Linked DNA regions of Gossypium hirsutum: region 2 is linked to region 1. Evidence: chromatin contacts called from public Hi-C data. All regions are on one chromosome and are shown on one strand. Each heading gives the region's core, a stretch centred on a gene start, on an enhancer-like site or on the middle of the called end of the contact. The rest is flanking DNA. Distances are from core to core; before and after follow the strand shown.

Region 1 (4,441 bases), core at 1,014-3,513:
AATCTATTTATAGGCTGATATAAGAATCCATCCAACAGTGCTTTAATAAACTTTAAAATCTAATTTAAAAGCTAAAATTATCCCATCAATTATCCTGAGTAGTTATCACATAAAAAACTTCATAAATCAATCTTCCGATAGCTCCTAAACTCTCTCAAGAGATAAGGATAAGGATAAACATTTTCTTCACTTTAAACTTCTCATTATGACTACTTAAAGAGTTGAGAAGTCCTAGTCAAATTCGAACTATTATTTTGTCCAACATACCACTACTGTGAAGGCTGAAAACAACAATTGTCCATGATGTTGAAACCTTCCACACAGCCCGAACAAAAAATCCGTTCTCGTTTTAACAAAACATAGAACTAGCAGGTGAAAACCCCCAACATTACCAAACATAAATGGTTTGAAGTTAATGTGTTGAAGGAAAACATATAGTGTCAATAAAATATAGGAGAGCTATTTTTTTAATATGTCAAATCCAAACTGATAATATAATAAGTACAGATGTTTTTATAATTTGATCAATGTGTTTTAATTATGCTTCACTCCATATTTGAGTAGGCAATATTTAATGCTCAAGCTAATGGTTGGATTGACATAATGACTTAATTGATATGGTATTGATAATTTTAGGATTCAATTAAAATGTTTTAAAGTTTGAGAACCAATTTAATACCAAACCATAATTTGAAAACATTTTATGCAATTAAGCCAATTAAACAAAGAGAAATGGAGAAAATTCGTGGTCAAACACTTGCACAATTCCTCTTTCGTTATCAAATAGGTCCCTAGTTTCTATTCTAAAATTTTATAATGTGAAAAGTGTCAAAATTTACGTAATATTTTATATACAATAGTGGAATTTGTGGTTTAGAATGGAAAAAACAAGACATGCCGAAGACCAAGAATATTGCTACAATTAAACTTGCTTTAAAGGGTCAACATAGCAAAGAAAAAAGGGACTGCTATTTGGTATTATAATCAATGCATTGTTGAAAAAAGTCCAAGTTCTTCATATATATATATTAAGAGTCTAATTTCTTGGTTTCGATTAGGCACAAATAGTCAAGTCTTGAAGAACCTTCTTCCTGGGGACAAACCAAATTCAGTTAATATCCTGTTCCTCTCTAAATCTTCTAATTTTTTCTCTATTTCTTAGGTAACACTTTATATATATATGATGACTTTTCCCCTAGTTGCCGTACAAACCAGACAAAACTTTTTATACTTAATTTATATAGATCAAGTTGTCCCTAATACAACATACTTGTTTGATTTTGAATTCAGAAGGTTGATATTGAAGTGTTAATCGGGCTGAGTCAAACTCAAATAGAAGCAAGTTTGAGCTCTACTTAAAATTTAATGTTTAATTTTCAGCTTAAACTTAATTAAATATCAATTTTTAAATTTGAGTTTGATTAGACTCGTTTATAAATTTTTGAGTTCAAATAAGATTGATTATATTCAAGCTTGAACTTGTTTCTACTTAAATTGTTGCTATAGAATAAAGGTAAAAACATAATTTCATAATTTAAATATATATTGAAGTGAAAAACTTGATTAGATTCATAAGCAGTTTGAATTGAGTATGATGCAAACCATGGAAAAACAAAGAATGATTCACAAATGTTTGTTTTATCTAAAGAACCAATCACTAAAAGTTAGACATGCCAAATGAAATCAAAGCTAAATTTTTTGTTCAAGAAAATAATTTCTATCCATTTTAAGTTGATTCATGATACATGTGAAGTTGAAATTTGTAAAAGGAAAAATTCATTGAAAGAATTTCACCGTCCTCGGAACCTTCCAATTTAGGAAAATTTTTATTTTTTAAATTACTTGGAAACTTTATATTTTGGAAATTTACATCTTTTTGAGACATTTTTTTTGCAAAAATATTTATAAAAGGGTGGAAAACAACCCACTCATCAATTTTTAGGAAGCTCATGTTCGGGTCCATTGAACCTCGTTTCGAAAATGTGAATAGTTCAGCAGACTTGTTCCAGAAAGTTCTATCCACATGTCCGCTAATCCAAGAAGTAGCAAAAATTAGCATTTTTAGGAATTTTACTTGGTCAATGAACTTTCTATTTTTTTTTAGGATAATATTTTCATATAATATTAAAATTATTCATAATCTCTCTATATAACTTTAAAATAAGAGGTTAAATGCACGATTTTTTGTACTGTGTATGAACTCGGTTTTGGTTTGATGTATATGGACTTGCCACCCATACAGCTTAAGTAATTGGACTTAATTCTTACTGAATTTTTGCAGGCCTTGATTGCATACTTAGAGGACTAGTCAATGACATTTTGGGCAGCATAGGAGTCCATTTGCAAGGTTCAAATTTGGCCACACTTGACCCAATTGATGGCCAGGTATAAAAAGCTTACTTGGCTATGAAGTATTAAAGAGTTTTGATTAAATTGATACAACAAAGATGATAAAACCTTATCACACTTTGTTTTAAGCTAGAATAATCCCTTATTTTATCATTATTTAGATTCATTTATGATGTAAATAAACTATTTATCTTGCATTTCATTGGTTTGAGAATAATTTCATTGGTTGTTAGTTGGTTATACTTAGATAATTAGCTTAATTTTCTTATTAGGGCGTTATTTGTGTAAGATTTTAGAATTGCACACTAAAGTATTATGGTGCTCAAATTTGATTGATAGTTCGTGTTATTTGAGTTTAAGTTTAAAATCATTAAATCAATTTAAAGTTTTTTCTGTCAAATTAAACTTAAATTGTTTATAAGTATCAATACCTCATTTACTTTTTAAATTGATTTGACGTAAGTAAGCACATGAAATTTTATGATTTATTGGGTATAATGGATATTCACTATAAAATTTTTAAATAAAACTAAAATTGTCAATCTTTTTTGGTCAAGAAATTTTTTATATTTACGACATTGAGTTAACTAGAAATTGATTATTAGGTAATTGTTATATATATAGTGTTAGTGTTGTGACTTTATTGGCTTTATATTTTATATAATTTATTATTGTAATTTAATCTGAGCAAAAAACATTATTTAAATTGTTAGTTTGAACCGTTGTTGAGAATAAGGGATTGGGGAATCCTTTACCACTAAATGTAAAATAATAAATAAATAGAATACAATAAAATTGTTTATGCAGTTCGGTTTTTTTAAATTTGTGGAGCTTAGCTTAATGAGAAAAATATCCCCTCTCTTCAATAATAACAATAAGTTGTTCTATTCTATCAAAAAAAAAATCAATAAGTTATTCTATTAATTTTTTTTTTAAAAATAAGTTGTTCTAATTTATCATACCCCATGACAATTTCTTTCACCTCTCTATCTTGAAGACTCGATATTCTTATCACTAAATTCAGGGGCGAAACCAGGAGGCTGGTAGGCCCCCCCCGTAAAATGAAAATTTTTGATTTAATCCTTTAGAAGTTATAATGATAGAGGTTATTAAAATGGTAAAATTATATTTTTACTATCGTAAAAATTATAATTTAATTTCGGCCCCCCTAAAAATTGTTTATGGCTTCACCCGTAAATACATTCACCCTTTGTGAATTCAACAAGTAAAATCACAACACAAAAGTTTTAATATCAAAATGCACTCATACAATAAGGTTTTTCACAAGAACAAATTAAGTGCTTAATTTTCTCCGTACAATCAGATATATAAGTCTCTCAATTATATAGATTATCTCGAGACTTGCTAACATATGAAGATCTATCATAATCCCATCAAAACATCAATTAGATAAGCTAAATACATTATAATAATAGTAACCGGGGTAAATATGGACTCTTGATAGCTAAGCAATTAAAGTTTCAATCCAATCCAATATCCATGATCTAAGAGATTGACTTGGTGATCCGATTCAATCCGATCTGATCTACAATATATAGTTCTCACAGTGATATGATTTTCAATGATGAATTAGATATCATCCATATAGTCAACATAATCCATATAAATTGTTTAATAAATTGTCAACACTTCAAATATAGAAACTGTTTTCTCACCGTTTTAGTGCCTAATAGGGTGAGCACTCCCTTGACACCAAATTACCAATTCCATATATTTATACAAAATTTTGCTTGTTAATATTATATTAGAAAAATATTATTTTATAATTCGTAATAATTTTTTAAAAAATAATAAAGGATAAAAAATATTTTTATATTAAAAAAACTAATTCCAGCACTATGAAAGTTAAAATAAAATTGTACAACCCAAATACAATCTTTGTAAAGCCCATTTCCATATGTTAAATAAGGTTCTCATCAATTGGGAATGTCTAACGTCTCACTTAATTTTCAAATCCAAGTTAATTTAACATGGGATTCCTACTCTTTGAATCCTATGTCATTATCACCTAATATTGTCTCTTCTCTAAATAAAATATTAATTTGTCAATTTCAAATGCAACAACTCCCAA
Region 2 (4,441 bases), core at 1,352-3,851, 47 kb before region 1:
TTTGATTTGATTTGAATTCGAGAAATGTTTTTTCTTCTAAGGAGTAAAGACTGAAATTTCCCTTTTAGACCATGATAAATGCTTGCTATGTTTGAATTGATCCAAGATGTTAAATTTTTCTTTGAAAGAGGGGAAAAAATATAATAATGTTGAACCATTAATTGAATTAGGCAGAGAACAGGTTTTATTCATTTATTGGACATTTATAGTTATGGAATGGTAGGCCCAAAGTATGATGAAATCCATCATTTTAACCACAAAATGTTCAATAAGTTCACATTGTTTCCTCTCGTACAATTTTATTTATGGGTTGTTATTTGATGTACTATGTATATAAATAAATCTGATGATAATTGATAAAATTATTAAAAATAAATTTTAAAATATTTAAATATGTGTAATCAAATAAAATTATTTTATTATAATTTTAGTTTGTCAAGCCATATAGGAAGTGGGAAAAAATCCTACAAAATTTTCTTGTTGAGGGTGGGTCGATTTCTTGGAAAGAAATTTTTGAAGTGTTGTCAATCAAACAATTGACCGGACCCCCAACAATTAAAAGTATTGTCCTCAAGAGGGTTTTGTTTCCAGTGCTTTGTTGAAAGCTAACGTAATGTGAGCAACTACCTTGAGGACCTGGTTAGGGGCTCGAACCCCACCAACGGTAAAACACTCACATCCCCTTGGTGGGTGGCCGTATGGTCAATGTGCTCTAGCTCTCTGAATCAAGCTTTCAGGATAACTACTCACGACACGCTACTTTTGGCAGAACACAAAAAACAAAATTTTTCTCAAAAGACAATACCTTCAATTGTTGAGTATTTAGTTAACTGCTTAACGAATGACATTTTGAATACTTCTAAAGAAACCGACCCACCCTCAACTGTTATATTTTTTTCCTTGTTAAACTGAAGTTGGAGATTAAATTTTTTAAATTTATTTCCAAAAATTGGTGAGGATTTCCTTTTCTTCAAAACAAAAAGGTTTAAACAAAGTTTAATTTTATTTGATGAATAGAGAGAGTGTAAAGAATATAATAAGGAATTACCTTCCTTGTTTTTTCGGCCAAGGAAACAATAAATTATAAGAAGAAGAAAAGGTTTTCCCATTATTTATTTCTTTGTCAAAATATTTTAAATAAAAAATTAGCGAGAATCAATTAAGTAGAGGAAATTACCTCATCAAATGATTATGTTAGTCAACTTTTTAGATTCTTAAAGTAAAATTAATAGAGATTGGAGAGATATTTTTTTATTACAAAATTTTATATTAAATAAAAAAATTATTATAAAAGTTAAAAGGTAAATTTTCTTTTATACAAAATTTACTTCCATCCATAACTCTTTTTCACCTTTAAATTGTTCATTCGGACTAATAAATTTTTTTATTACTAATTGTTATAATTATTTTAAGATTGTAAAATTACGACAAGTCTTTGTATTTTTTATAAGTTTGAAATATAGCTTATCTATTTTTATTTTTAAGAATTTTTTTTTTATTTTTTGAATGTAAAAATAAAAGTCTAATTATTAATACCGTAACAATTCTTTCAAGCTTATTACAACATCATTTTTTTTAACATTATTACATCAAGTGAGTATTATTTTTAGGTTTTTTTAAATATCACACCAACAAATTTAATCTCGAATTTTAAAATTAAAAAAATAGAACTAAATTCCAAAAATTTAAAGTATAAAGACTTGAACCATATTTTAAGCTCGGTTTTATAAATATTTACTTTGTAATATTCAATCAAATAGTAATATCTATAAAAAGGAGATAATATAATTTTTTTATCCTTGAACTTGACAACTGGGTTCACTTTGGTACTTGTACTTTTTTTTTTGTTGCTAATTTGAGTTCTAAACTTAGATTCTATTAATATTTCATGATGTGGCCCATGTTATTAGAACAAGACCGAATTGGACAAATCGAGAGTTGATTGATATAACGGTCCAAACAAAGGGGTTGAATCGATTGGCTTGAAAACTGTTTGAAATTGATAAAAGTAATAAATCGGGACAAAAATTGAAAGTTGAACAAGTTAAACCAATTTAATAAAAATTTTATTATTTAAATTTTTATGAATTTTTATTTAATTATTTAGTTGGTGATATGGTGCAATCTCTGAGTTCATATAACTAATCTTTTATATATTTCAAATTCACGGATTAAGATAGATTTAGTTATTAAATTTAAATGTCAAAATAGACAAAAAAAAAATATAAATATCAAAGTTAACCTAATTACGAAATTGAGTCGAAAAATTATATTATCCAAGAAAAACAAATAGTTTCAACTGAAGAAACGATCAAGGATGTTAAAAAAAAAAATCAGATGCTTACTTGGAAGATCCCAAGGATCATATTGATAGATGTCAATCTGTTTGATTAGTTCAATACTGATCGGTTTCTTTTCCACCTTTCTTCTCAGATAAAACCCCACAAGTTCTTCGTCTGTTGGGTGAAATCTAAAACCTGGAAGCTTAATTTCTTCCTCGTCTCTTTTCTTTTTATTATCATCAATTGAATTCTCCATTAATCTCTCTCTCTCTCTCTCTCTCTCTCTCAGTTTATGGTATATGGTTTTTTTCTCTGTTAACACAAGTCTCTCAAAGTGGCAGAAGTGTTTAGCTTATAATTATAAACATGGACAAGGGGGGGGGGGGAGGTTAAGTCAAGACAAGACTTTTTGATTAACAAAAGTCTTCCATTTACTGATAAAGTAACATTTTTTATTCTAGATGTGATTATAACAAAAGAAAAATAAAAAGCATAAATGTTCTTTTTTTTTCTCCTATTAGATCAGGACGAACATAAAGAATTGCTTAGAAGGATCAGATATGAATAATTATTTATTTAGAATATGATAGTGTAATTTTATTATTATATTAATATATAATTTCATAAAATATTTAAAGGATTAAATGATAAATTTATCATTTAGGAGGGAAAGATACTACCAATTAGGGGTGAGCATTCGATCGAATCGAAAATTTTCGAGTTAATCGAGTTTTCGAATCTCATTTTATCATCCTAACTTTATTTGAAGTTTTCTCGAATCGAGTCGAGTGAGATGGAATTCGAATCGAATCGAATCGAATCGAATATATTGGTTCGAGTTAAATTTTAAAAAATAATTTTGGGTCTTTGTAACCATTGTCACCCATCGTAATAAAATTTGTCCACCTTAATCAAATTTTTTATTAACTTTCATCACTTCATAATTTATTTATTAATTTTTTATATATTGGTTAGCTTATTTGCTTGCTTAGTTGTTTCAATTATCTTCAGATTCTTGTCACTATGTATTTTAGAATTAAAAAATATATTAAATGTAAAAATATGATTTTTTAATAAAAGTTATTTTAAAAATAAAATGTGAAATTGATACCAATATAAAATTTTAACACGAATATTTTATGGCATAATTAATAATTCAATTTTAATATAAATATTCAATATGACTAAACAATTCAATAATATAAATAATATAAAATGTGAAATTTAATTTAATAATATAAATAGTAGATTTAAATAAAATTATTACTATTTATGTTTAGTGAGTTTTTTGGATAATTTTGATTTTTTATTTGAGAGTAAAGGGTGAGAAGTAAAAGTTTTGGGGAAAAAATAAAAAGTTTTGGGGAATAAAAGTTTGAGGGAAAGTAAATAGGGTGGAGTAAAATTTTGGAGGGAAAATATTTAAAAAAAAATTGGATGGGGGAGGGTTTGGAATAGATGGGAGGTGAGATGGGAAGGGAATAAAAGTTTTAGGGGAAAAGTGGGAGGGAGTAAAAATTTTGGGGGAAAATAAAAGGTTTTGAGGGTTTTTGGGAGTAAAATTTTGAGAAAAAATAAATGGGAGAGTAAAATTTCGGTAGAAAATAGATTTTGGGTAGATTGGGGGGTTGGGAGGGGAGATGAGTAAAAGTTTTGGGGGGAGAGTGGGAAGGAGTAAAAGTTTTGAGGGAAAAGTAAAGAGGTTTGGGAGTTTGGGGTAAAAATGTAAAATATTATAGTTTGATATTCGAATTCGAAAACTCAACTCGATTCGAACTCGAAATTCGAAAAAAATATTTGAGTTGATTCGAATAACTCGATTAACTCGAATAACTCGATTCGTTTAACTCGAAATTCGATTTTTTTTTCGATTTTTTCGAATCAAATCGAGTTTTGCTCATCCCTACTACAAATCTCCTTTTACCTTTGTCACTAGGTCTGATAATTACATTAAGTTTTGATTAAATCTAAATGAACAATAAATTTTCTTATTGATGTTTTTTAATCTACAAAACTTGAATATGAAATCATGCTCGAAAGGCTTTAAATTTCTTATCACGCGACTCAACAAATGTTGGTAAATGATTTTAAATTTTAAGAGAAATGTTACATCGATGTACAATTAAAAAAGTTTTTACACCCATTCATATCTTTTTGCA

The links. Hi-C and Micro-C count contacts between places; a contact is called where the count stands out from the background.
Region 2: a Hi-C map of leaf shows a contact between it and region 1, with 3 times the contacts expected there. The contact joins the promoter of LOC107918946 here to the enhancer-like site in region 1. A contact is called at or near these places in 8 of 34 Hi-C or Micro-C datasets (anther, callus, fibers and 2 more).

The regions. Positions count from the first base shown.
Region 1 is chrD07:10,766,548-10,770,988 of Gossypium_hirsutum_v2.1, reverse strand. No RefSeq gene overlaps it. Among protein-coding and RNA genes, the nearest start is that of LOC107918946, 47 kb to the left of the region's middle. Within about 2 kb of position 2,263, at least 1 of the 9 cell types and tissues checked has an H3K27ac peak or open chromatin away from gene starts, as enhancers often do. A contact at or near this core is called in leaf, where this site is marked.
Region 2 is chrD07:10,813,716-10,818,156 of Gossypium_hirsutum_v2.1, reverse strand. It overlaps LOC107918946 (transcription factor JUNGBRUNNEN 1), which reads right to left and starts at 2,601. Exons shown (of 3, transcript XM_016848505.2): 1 at 2,346-2,601. The coding sequence starts at 2,538.